Regions from separate parts of the Oryctolagus cuniculus genome. Here region 1 is linked to region 2. The links are chromatin contacts, called in public Hi-C maps. All regions are on one chromosome and are shown on one strand. Each heading gives the region's core, a stretch centred on a gene start, on an enhancer-like site or on the middle of the called end of the contact. The rest is flanking DNA. Distances are from core to core; before and after follow the strand shown. Region 1 has its middle 57 kb from the start of HMCN1. Region 2 has its middle 79 kb from the start of IVNS1ABP.

Region 1 (5,701 bases), core at 3,183-5,682, 220 kb before region 2:
GCACCTATGGGTAGCAGGGGGTTAATTTCTTGAGCCATCAGTGCTTCCTTCCAGGATACGCATTAACACGAAGCTGGATTGGAAGCAGAGTAGCTGGGACTTGAACCAGGCACTCTGGTGTGAAATACAGGTGTCCCAAACTTAACTGGCTTAACTGGCTGCACCACAGTGCCCACCCCTCAAAATATTTAAGCACAGTAATTATGATAGTAATTTCTATTACCTGTGAAGAAACATTATATTAAACCAGGAGAACTACCTGCCAATTCGCGACTTGCGGTTTTGTAACATGGTGGGCTGGCTGAAGCTAGAAACCTAGCTTAAACTCACTATTGGCCTCTCCACTCTCCTAGCCCCGTCCATCTAATTTCCAAAGTACATGGTGTCTGTCACCAGCTCTCTCGTCCTCTCCTCTGCCTGGAAAATTCCACTTTGTGTTCTAGTCCACAGTTCTCTGTAGCCTAGCCTGATGCTCCCCGACAGACTTAGCTCTTCCTAACATCTTACGTATTCCAAACATATTATGTATTCCTATCCCTAGCCGTATTCCTATTATTGCATATTACTATATCGTCTTAGTGTCATCATTTCAACCTCTCCTGTCTTTCCAGTGGCGTGGGTCAGAGCCCATCCTGCATGATACACTGATGGGAAAACCCAAGTCAACACCACAAGAGGGAGCCATAAATCAGGAATCAGAAACAGACCCTAGATGCAAGCGATCAGATGCAAATCGTGCCTGCAAGGCCAAGCTAATGCCTGGGAAATGGGGCAGAGGCTAGACCTGAGAGCAGGTCGGTTAAAGGGAGACAGGCCAGAATAATTGCCACGAACACTGGGGGCCAGAGACATGCATTTCCCTAAGGGAGTCTTGGTGCATGGGACTAGTGAGCCAAATCAAAGCCACCTGTCAGGGCTGTGTGGCTGGTCAGCTACTGGGCAGGTGGAGGTCTGAACTCCTCTCTCTCCCTGCAAGGAGAAGCCAGGGGCTTGGTCCAGCTTTGATTCCAGAGCTGGGAGCTCTTGAGGAGTGAGTCTGTAGGGCGGAGAGGCTGTCGAGCGTGGTAGCAGAGGGTAACGGACAGCCCATGGCTCAGGACCCCAGGGAGGGGTGGAAGGAGCCAAGGAGGCTCAAAAGCACTCATAGGTTTATTCAGCAAATATGCGGGCTCTTTGGAAATTGGTGTAAAAGGTGTGGGACAGTGTTTCCCTCTAGGCGTGGAGCCCTAGTCAGGGGCGGGGGGCGTGGTGGTGGTGGTGCTGAGCCTGTCCAGAGAGGTGGAGAGGAGTCTTGGATAGAGTTCTCCTCGGGGCTGTAGCAAGGGCACAGTGGGCAATAAGACATCTGCTGAGTGCATATAACTGCCCCTTTCCTCACACTGTTGGATTTAGTCTGTTCCACCAGGAGTCTCTGTAAACCAACAATGCGTGTGAATAACTTGCTCCTGGCCACGCATTTTCTACAAAACCAGGTGCCTTTTCTTCTTTCTGTCACTGTTTTTCTCTCCCTTTTTTTCCTGACTCTGCGAACACCACGGATCTCTTTGGGTCTTATGGACCAAAGAAGGGAGAAAGAGAGAGAAGCTGAGAAGTCAGGTTGGATACTTTTGGGCAAGTCATAGCAAAGGACTTGGTGCAGAAACGGTAAATAGGTTGTTGTAGGTTCTCATTGGGTTTCATATTTCTTCTGTCTGTACCACAGGTTTGGTCAAAACCGACTAGCCATCATTTTCGTTTAACCAGTGGAGAAAGGATCCAAGTGCTGACCCGTTCTCAGCTGCATAAAATGCTGTTTGGGTCCCTGTTGAAGCCTGCTAGGATGTTATGCAATAAAGGAAGACGCTTGGAGGGACAGCGAGGCCACTTGATGCCTTGGAGCACGTATGATCTTCCCACTCGATGCCTGGCCAGCACGGGAGCGTCCACGTGGTCCTTCCCTCGAGCTCGGAGCTGCCTTCCTTGTCTTTGGCTGAGTTTCTGAGGCTCTGTCAGCTGGGCTCTCCCGACCCGCACTGCCAAGGAGGAAGTTCAGGCGGGGTCAAGGAGCCTTGCTTCCTCTTCCTCTTCGACGGACCCACTCTGTGAACCAGTTTGTCCTGCCAAGTGGAAGGAAATTCTCATTGTCTTTTCACACCGGAGCTTCCCTAACGCAAGCACTCTCTTAGGAGCTATGATTAAGCCACAGACTCATTTCACGTAGGTCTTTGTTTTTTCCTGCAGTGGGGACAAGATCAAGGCCTGAATCTATGAAAAAATTTGTGAGAATTTCTGAAAGTGTAAGGTGTTTATCAGGACGGAGGCGGCAACTTGAAGTTCATTTACTGCTTTTCAGTTCTGGTATTCTCTAAAGATTTCAACCGTGCTGTCTGAAACTTCATCCCCAAGACGATGCATGATGAAACTCTCGGGAGAGCAACGCGGTAGTGAGCCCCGTTCATGACCCGACCTGCGCGGTTACATTCAATGCATCAAAATTTCAGGGTTATTAAAAATAAGGCTTCCTAAAGTTGCAATAAACTTTTTTCTATCTCTTCAGGCAACGAAAGGCTGCTGTATGTTATTTTAAATGCAAGGGAACTGTAATCAGAAAAAGGACATCTAGTGAAATACTCGCCATAAAAATCACAGAATTACAAAACAGGGTGAACATCCCACTGCAGCACTCAGTACAGCCCCGTGGCTTTGCAGGTGAGGACTCTGTGCATGGTGCCACACTCCTGGGTGAAGAACCAAAACAAGAACCCAGGGCCTGTACCCCTCAAAGTCCAAGCCTGTGTTCTAGAAAATTCTAGGCCACTGCGCATACCCCCTTCCAAAACTGTACATTTAGTAATAATATATGTTTCGTGTTGAAACCACAAGCTACCATCCAGATGGAAGGACATGCTTCCTTGTATTCCCTCCAGCTTTTCCAAACAGGTATTTTTGTTTGCTTATCGTCTTGCATGTGGCTTTTATTCTCAACCCAAAGGCTTAGCATAAGAGCAAGGCATTGGAACTTTTTTTTAAAGATTTATTTATTTGAAAGCCAGAGTTACACAGGGAGAGAAGGAGAAGCAGAAAGAGAGAGAGAGAGAGGGAGAGAGAGAGAGAGAGAGAAAGAGAGAGAGAACCCCCATCTGCTGGTTCACTTCCCAATTGGCCACAATGGCCGGAGCTGCACCGATTTGAAGCCAGGAGCCAGGTGCTTCTTCCTGGTCTCCCACGTGGGTTCAGGGGCCCAAGGACTTGGGTCATCTTCTACTGCCTTCCCAGGCCACAGCAGAGAACTGGATTGGAAGAGGGGCAGCCAGGACTAGAACCAACGCCCATATGGGATGCCAGTGCTGCAGGCAGAGGATTAGCCTACTGTGCCACGGCACCGGCCCGACTTTCCTACTTTAAACACCTTTGTTTTCATTTAACTAAGGAAGTGCTTTCATCTCTTACCTTCTTAGCTCCTGAAGCTTTGTCTTGTTTAGCCATCAAAGGCCAAATAGAATTTCACAAGAGAAGGGATATAACTGAAAAACTGACAATTTTGCTAAGCTATACACTACAGCCACAGGAAATGAGATTTTTTTTGATTGTGAGCTATACACCTGTTATCACTGAAAAATAACGACCATTTTCTCTAAACTCAAGGTATCAAGGTGTCTACTCCGAATGTCCTTATTCCAAGATAAGCTCTGGTCATCCCTTTAACATTTGAAGACAGTAAATGTATACTAGCTAAATTAGAAAGATGAAGATTATTAGAGTGAAAGTTTTATTACTCCAGGTTAGCTACAGCTCTAAAGAATGAACATTAAGTGAAAATTGTTAAAGAATTTTAAATTCAAATCTATTTCACATTCTTGAGAAGTTCATCAAAAGTGAACGCTGACATGTCATCATCCAGCGAGTTCAGAACGCTTCCTCCTTGGTAGAAAAGAGACCTTATATTTAGTATAATCATGTTGTCTTTGGAAGAAGATTTAGATTTTACAAAGGGTGTTTCACCCAGAAGTAAAAGGAAGGAAAGGGACCAAGTTGATGGGTGGGAAAAAGATCTGGGACTCCAAGTGTTAATTTTGACTACAAACAGTGTTGGTACCTTATGTCCAAAACAGTGTCATTGGAAATGTTACAATCCATGAATAACTTTTTGTTGCAAGGTAACTATGTATTTCACCAAAATACCTCCCTTATGTAATGCTGTGGTGAGCAAGTTTAAAACCAGTGACTCAGGGCCACCTGCTGCTTTAGAAACCGGGTGATATGCATACCTGTTATTCAGAGTTATTAATGCCCTCTAGATCGCTTTTTATTCTCCACATTGTTAGCCAACCCACTTTTGCTATTAGCCCTAAGGCTTCTGAATTCCCTCCAGCTCCCGTTGTAACAAAAACAGAACCCACTGTGTGAAAAGACAGCTCTTCCTACCCAAGACCTGGATGACCTGAGTCAGCAGTGAACACATTAGTGAAATACAATTGCCAGTTTATGCAGTAATTCCAGTTAGCCACTGAACATGAGGCATCTTCTAATTCTCCCATTGTTTAAAGATTCATTCAATTTATCTGCCAAGTGGACATAAACAATGAAGCGATGAAATCATGAGGCTATCTGTCCATCTGACATAACTCCCACCATTTTCATAAAATAAACATCTGGGCAGACACTTTGAGCTGTAGTGATTTTTTTGATCCTATACAACATGACTAAAATTCTTCATCTCAAAATTTTATTGACCAGAGTCAGTGCTGAGACATAGTAGGCCAAGCCTGCACCCGGGGCACCAGCACAGTAGGCTAAGCCTGCACCTGGGGCACCAGCATCATATATGGGGGCCACTTCGGGTTCCAGCTGCTCCTCTTGCAGGCCAGCTCTCTGCTGTGGCCCAGGAAGGCAGTGGAGGACGGCCCAAGTGCTTGGGCCCTGCACCTGCATGAGAGACTCAGAGGAAGCGCCTGGCTTCAGACTGGCTCAGCTCCGGCAGTTGCAGCCATTGGGGGAAGAGCTTTCTCTCTGTTTCTCTCTTTCTCTGTCTGTAGCTCCACCCCTCAAATAAATAAAAAAAAATCTCTTTAAAAAACACCTTCTCTATTAAAAAAAAAGAAAAACATTTTATTGGCCTACAGAATGGTCTATAGCTTTGAAATAAAGACAAAATATAAACTTATACCACTACCAGCTCCACTCAAGTAAAAAAAAAAGTTTTTTTCAAAACTAAATAATTAAAGGCTACGCTAACTGACCTTGGCGAGTTCCTAGGAGGCATCTTTCCTGAGTGACTCAGAGGTAAGCACAGGTAGTGGCCAGTCTTTGCATAGATGCGAGGTCGGACAGTTGTCATGGGACTGCTCTTCCCTGTGGGACAGAGCTCACTGTTATTGCACTGCCTCCCCTTCTTGGGATCCTCTACCTTTGCTCAACTGTCTGATCTGTATCCTACTCCTTACATTTCTGACTTAGACTTGGAAATAATCTCTTCATGTAGTACACAGGCTTAATTCAAAATGGGGCCCTGCCATATTAACAGATGTTGCCTAACAAAAGCGGGCTCTGATCAGGTTGGGAGATTCTAGGTTAAACAAAGCTGCTTTTCCGTAGGGCGGATTCTGTCTGAGAGTAGCTGGTGGGCGCTGTGAGTCTTCAGGTGTGCACAGCTCAAACTTAGCGTTCCTCCCTCTCTCTCTCTCTCTCTCTCTCTCTCTCTCTCGCATGTAGAGCAGAAACT
Region 2 (6,293 bases), core at 946-3,445:
ATCCTGACCGTGAACCTGGCATGACCGTACCTGGAGGAAGCAGAGGGGTCTCCTGCCTTGTCACCAGATGGTGCCACACGGGGAGCACCACCCAGTCGGGGGCGTTAGGGACAGCAGCGACTTGGAGACCCTTGGGGAGTCTGCTGTCCTCCAGGTCCAGCCAACATCCGGAGCTGCCCTGAGGCTACTTCTCATCCAGGCAGCCGGGATGTCCTTTTGTCCTTTTGCGGACTTCCCATTACAATAACAGCACCGGACACTGAGCTCCTGCTGTCTGGCAGGCTCTGGATTCCTCACGTTGTATGCTTCTCCCGCTTGATTCTCTCCTGGCTTCTGAACAAGCCTCGGCCTGCCAAAGCCAGGTCCACATGCTGGCTCTACAAGTAAGGGCAGGTGAACTGTCTACTCTCGGTCAGCTCCTGTTCGACAAGGGAATAATTCATGAAAGGCCCAGTCAAGTGACCATCGTGTTTCTCATGACGACTATTGTTGTTTTTCTCTGCTGGTTGTGCTCTGTGATGACATTTGTAATAAGATAGACCAATAAAAGTGTACTGAAATAGAAACTGGGTTCGGCACCGCTGCCTGAGACACCAGCATCCCATATCAGAGTGCTGGTTCAGGTCCTGGCTGCTCCACTTCCGATCCTGCTCCCTGCTAATGCATCTAGGAAAGCAGCAGAAGAGAGCCCAAGTATCTGAACCCATGCCACCCACATGGGAGACCCGGATGAAGTTCCAAGCTCCTGGCGTCAGCCTGGCCCAGACCTGGCTATTGTGTCCATCTGGAGAGTGCACCAATGGACCAAAGATCCATCTCTCCTCTGTGTGTCACTCTGCCTGCAAATAATCAAATACATCTTTAAAAAGAAAAATTAGTCTTGCAAGTTGACATCCATTAGACCTACTGGTTTAAAAGTTACCTTTTAAGGCACTCTTTGGCAAAGGGAAACTTAGACGGACCCTTCTTTCTCACCTCTTTTAAAGTTCACTCCTGATTGCCGATTAACATTGCATTTGCATCATGGCTGCAGCATTCCAACCCCTTAGGAAGACTGAGTGAATAATTTAAGATTCATGTTTCATTTATCGTCCATGCTACAGCAACTCCATTCCCGGGCCGATCCTTGTGGAAGGGCTCCGAGGCCCCGGGGCACAGTGGCTACATCAAAAACGCATTTCTGCGTTCCTGAGGGATTCTTCTGAAAAGTGCTGGGACGGGCGTGTTCGGGGTTGGATGGCACAGGCGTACCTGCTGCTCCATTTATCACGTCTGAACACACAATTGTGTGCCACTGCTGTCCACTTCCCACTTCGGGGATTGTAGCGGAAGCCTGTGACGTAACTTGTGGCTGACTCAACTCTGTCCTGGGAAACGGACTCAGGGAGCAGCGGGGGTGGAAGAGAGATGAGGGGTGAGCGACGTGTGTGCTTCCGCGTAGGCCTGGGCAGGGGCCCAGCAGCCACGGGGTGCAGCAGGAGGCCAGGCGTCTCCCCAGTGCGCCCAACTGGTGCTCTGAAGGAACAGGTAAGAAGCGCTTGGGCCCCTGCACCCACTTCCAGGGAGACCTGGAAGAAGCTCCAGCCTCCTGGCTTCAGCCTGGCCCAGCCGTGGCCACTGCAGCCATTTAGGGCGTGAACTAATGGATGGAAGACCTCCCTCTCCCTCTGTCTCTCCCCCTCTCTCTTTCAAATAAATAAAAAATAAATCTTGGAAAAAATAACAAAGACAAAGATGAGGAGGGTAGAAAGGTCCCCTTGAGGCAGTGGCTGGGCAGGTGCACTGGGGCTGGCCCACCTTGTGTTAGAGTCGCAGTCGAAGCTGGCAGCATCCGGGCTCTGTAGCAGCAAGCTGCTGAGCCGCAGGTCTCCTGCCTTGAAATCAGGCTGAGCCTCGATTCCCACCACTCACCACGTGGGAGACCCGGATGAAGTTCCAAGCTCCTGGTGTCAGCCTGGCCCAGACCTGGCTATTGTGTCCGTCTGGAGAGTGCACCAATGGATCAAAGATCCATCTCTCCTCTGTGTGTCACTCTGCCTGGCGTCCCCATCACCATTCCCTGCTGGACACTGGTCTCCCCGTCCCAGATGCCCCATGGTGAGTTGAATGTGGTCACTGCTGCTCTCGGGCCCCTGCCACCAGACAACAGGATCTACTTGCCCCTCTCCAGGCCTGGCCTCACTTTGTGCCTCGCTTTGAACTACAGGACGCGGCAACGGTGACATTGCACATCTCAAGCTGTGACTCCCAGGCCCTGTGGGGTCCCTATACCCTCTGTCAACACTGCTGTCCATCAGGGAGGATGCGGGGGCCACGGGGAGGAGGGGCCCAGCTGTCCAGCCAGCCAGAACCCTGCCCCCAGGCCCCAGACCAGGAGCGGGACCTCCCAGGCCCGCAGACCCACCAGCCACCACAACCCAGGCAAGGCACAGGGGAGCCAGGTTCACTGAGCTCTGCCCAAACTGCCGACAAATGGTGACAAACAGATGCTTGTTGACTTAAAGCCTTCTGTTCTGGGGCAGTCTCCAATGCGGCAATCGCTAACAGATGCCTTGTAAAAGTCACTCCGCCCAGAAATGTTCACCCATGGAAACTTCCTCACCAGGCCAGCCTCACTCAGTTAAGCCTGCTGGGCCCAGAGGCACAAAGACCCCACTGTCTCCCTAAGTCCCTTTCCCATCCTGGGCTGAAGCCTGGAGCCTCACCATCGAAGTTTAATTACTTGCATAAAAGCATGAATGCCTATTAAATTCTAAGCGTCCCTGGAAGGGATAACAAGTTTGTGCTTTTGATTTTGCTCTTAAAAAAATAGACAGGAATAGAAAATGACCCTAACATAAGGTCGCTTTCCCAAAGAGAAAAAGCTCTTTTAATGACTTGGACCAAGGGGATTATAAGCCTTTAGGGAAGTAGATGAGATGGGTGTGTGTCTAATTTCAAGACTTGATGTATTAATTTAATTAAGCATAGGTACTTAAAATCACGTTATACAAAGTAACACATCAACTCAGAGACACTGTTTCGTTCCCTCTTGCATTCCAGGAGGTACTGGTGCAGCGCCCGCCCCCCACCAACCACCTGCAGAGCAGAGATATTGTGTAGACAGGTACAGTGCTTCCCTTCCATCCTCTGCTTTGTTGTTAACCAAGAGGCTGCTGGGGGAGTTTCTGCCTCAGCCACAGAGCCGTTCACAACGCAGTGTCACTACTTTGTTCCAGTCCTCCGCCCGGTGCACGGTCCTGACGTCACCGTGTGACCACCGGCAGCACAGCCTGTTAAGGGACCTTCTGTGTGACCGCCTCCTTGGCATGCGATCCCAGGACCTCCCACTGATAAAGGACTCATTACAGTCACAGTAAATCTCTTTGTGCTGGTTTTTTTTTTTTTTTTTTTTAATAAGATGACCACAATCATCTCAAAGTTTGTGCGTTTTGAGGTCAGTTGGGCTGATATGTCTTCCCCAAAAAGTATTTTGTGTTTCAAAAAAAATGTGATGCAAGGACTTTGGAGGAACTTGAATGGAAGATGATGCCCTCTTTTCTGGGAGAAATTTGGGGAGAACCAAAGTTCTGTACTTGACGTCTGTTAATCCATGCTCACTCTAGAAACTGACAGGGCCGGTGTTGTGGTGCAGCCGGGTAGCTGGTGGTGCCAGCATCCCATAGGAGCACCTGTTCGAGTCCTGGCTCCTCCACTTCTGATCCAGCTCCCTGCTCATGCCCTGGGAAGGAGTGGCCCAGGTGTTTGGGAGACCTAGAAGGAGTTCCTGGTTCCCAGTTTTGGCCTGGCTCAGTTCCAGTCATTGCAGCTCTTTGGGGAGTGAACCAGTGGATGGAAGATCTCTTTCTCTCAATTGCCTTTCAAGTAAAATAAATAAATAAATCTTAATTTAAAAAAAAAGCTGACAATACTGAAAATCAGAGATGAAAATGAAAGTCACCCATCAGGCTACCAACCAGAGACCCTGATTGTCTGGGGAAGCTGCAATCTCTCCAGCAGACCCCGGCCCCTGGGCCCCTGGGAGTGGCTTTGGATTCCCTTTGTCCTTCTCTGAACTTCTGTCTATCCCAGTAAACTATACCAGAAGTGACCAGAGGGAGGTCCTCGTCCTCAAGAGACAGAGCGTGACTACAGGAGGAGCCTACAGGATGCGTGCTGATGAGAGAGGTGGGCACTGCCTCATGAGGGAGCCAACTCGGCAGCGTGTAAGGGCTCCTGATGGCTTGTCTGTCAGTTGCTTAGTTTTAGGAGATCTCAAGACTGAACTTTGGAAAGATCTGCAAAGTCAGGAGAAAGTTTTAGGACTTTCCCCACCTGGACTGTGGCACGGAGCGACTGTGGCAACCAGCCTGCCACACCTTTGTTAGACAACACCTGAAGCTCCCGGGCTGGGACTTTCCCTGAGCACAGGTTCAGAAGGGGAAATGGGTGCCTGGGCCCGAAGGGAGGGGACAGGACAGAAGCCAGCGCAAGGGCAAGCGTAAAGGCCGGGAGACGCCAGCCTCCTCCTCGCTGCCTGGGACCGGCCCTGCCGCTCCCAGGCTCAGCAATGCCGTGCACCTGTGTGCCCTGTGTGAACTGCAGCAATGCCCCTGCGCCTTCTGCTTCCTTAAGCACCTGTTTCTTCTCCCACCCATAAGCCCCCAGGTCTCATGGAGACGGCCACACATACCTGTGCTGTGCCCGTGGCCTGGGTGGAGGCTCAGCTCCATGCCTGCAGCGGGCTCCATGCAACCCTGCATGCATCCCAGCCTCGTTGTACTGCTGTTTCCGCCCAAGCACCCCTTCTGCCCCTCTCTCTGGGCCTGCAGACCCAGCCACAGGCAGGGCACAGGGATGCACCTGCTGGCCACACGGACCGGCACCTTCCTCCCCGCAGATCTCTTCACCGCAGCGTTCGCCCCCTTGGACTTGACATTCGCTGCCTGTGCTAAGGCCACCACACCCAGAACTCCCAGAACTTTCCTGCTGTCCCAAGCGAGGGACGCCTGGGCAGTCCCAGGTTCCAGACCTCAGGCAGAGCAGCTAGGGCCACACATGACGGAGTCTTGAGCAAACATCTCTTCTGAGGAGCATCCTCTCTACCACACCTAAAACCACCAACACCACACTCCCTGGTACAGAATGTGCCGTGGGGACTTTCTTGGTGGCAGAGTTCATGTTCCGAAATTGTCTTGTTTAGTTCCTGTTCTGTTGTCTGTCTTCCTGCTGAAATGTACTGTGAAAGCAGAAATTGTGTCCCCGTTCCTAACACAATGTGTCCCCATAACCTATGACACGAATGAGGGACCAGTGTGAACGAGTAAATGTGGCCCACAGAGCACAGGTGCTGGGGAGAAACAAGCTAACATCACCGACTCCCAAACCTGCACAGTCTGATAAGAAGTGAGCAAGAGGGGCCAGTGCTGTGGCACAGTGGGTTAAAGGCGCAGCCTGCAGCACCGGCATCCCAAATGGGCGCCAGTTCCAGTCCTGGCTGCTCTACTTCCGATCCAGCTCTCTGCTATGGCCTGGGAAAGCAGTGGAAGATGGCCCAAGTGCTTGGGCCCCTGCACCCACGTGGGAGACCGAGAAGCAGCTCCTGGTTCCTGGCTTCAGATCAGCACAATTCCGGCCATTGCAGCCATCTGGGGAGTGAACCAGCAAATGAAAGACTCTCCCTCTCTCTCTCTTTCTCTCTGCCTCAGCCTCTCTGTAACTTTGCCTTTCAAATGAATAAATAAATCTTTTAAAAAAGAGAGAGCAAGAAGCAAAGTAGCTGCAACTCAACCTGGAGAGTGTGGTGCGGAGCCTGCGGGCTAAGTCACACTTGCGACCCACATGCTCCACTGCCAGCCCAGATCCCTGCTAATGCACCTGGGAAAGCAGCAGAAGATGGCCTAAGTGCTTCAGAGACCAGGATGGAGTTCCTGGCTCCTGGCATTGGCCTGGCCCCAGCGCCATTTGGGGAATAAACCAGCAGATGGAAGCTCGCTCACTATCTCTCTCACTCTCTCTGTTTTTATCATTCTGCTTTTCAAAAAAAAAAAAAAAAAAAAAAAAACCTTAAGAAAACAAAAGTGTGGGGCTCACTTGGTTAATCCTCCACCTGCGGCACCAGCATCCCATATGGGTGCGGGGTTCTAGTCCCGGTTGCTCCTCTTCCAGTCCAGCTCTCTGCTGTGGCCCGGGAGTGCAGAGGAGGGTGGCCCAAGTGCTTGGGTCCCTGCACCTGCATGGGAGACCAGGAGGAAGCACCTGGCTCCTGGCTTCAGATCAGCATAGCTCCAGCTGCAGCAGCCATTTGGGGGGTG

What was found. Hi-C and Micro-C count contacts between places; a contact is called where the count stands out from the background.
Region 1: a contact with region 2 is called in a Hi-C map of an unstated tissue, with 1.9 times the contacts expected there. The contact joins two enhancer-like sites. A contact is called at or near these places in 2 of 6 Hi-C or Micro-C datasets (ear pinna and an unstated tissue).

Annotation. Positions count from the first base shown.
Region 1 is chr13:2,832,797-2,838,497 of mOryCun1.1, reverse strand. No RefSeq gene overlaps it. Among named protein-coding and RNA genes, the nearest start is that of HMCN1, 57 kb to the left of the region's middle. Within about 2 kb of position 4,432, at least 1 of the 8 cell types and tissues checked has an H3K27ac peak or open chromatin away from gene starts, as enhancers often do.
Region 2 is chr13:2,609,628-2,615,920 of mOryCun1.1, reverse strand. No RefSeq gene overlaps it. Among named protein-coding and RNA genes, the nearest start is that of IVNS1ABP, 79 kb to the right of the region's middle. Within about 2 kb of position 2,195, at least 1 of the 8 cell types and tissues checked has an H3K27ac peak or open chromatin away from gene starts, as enhancers often do.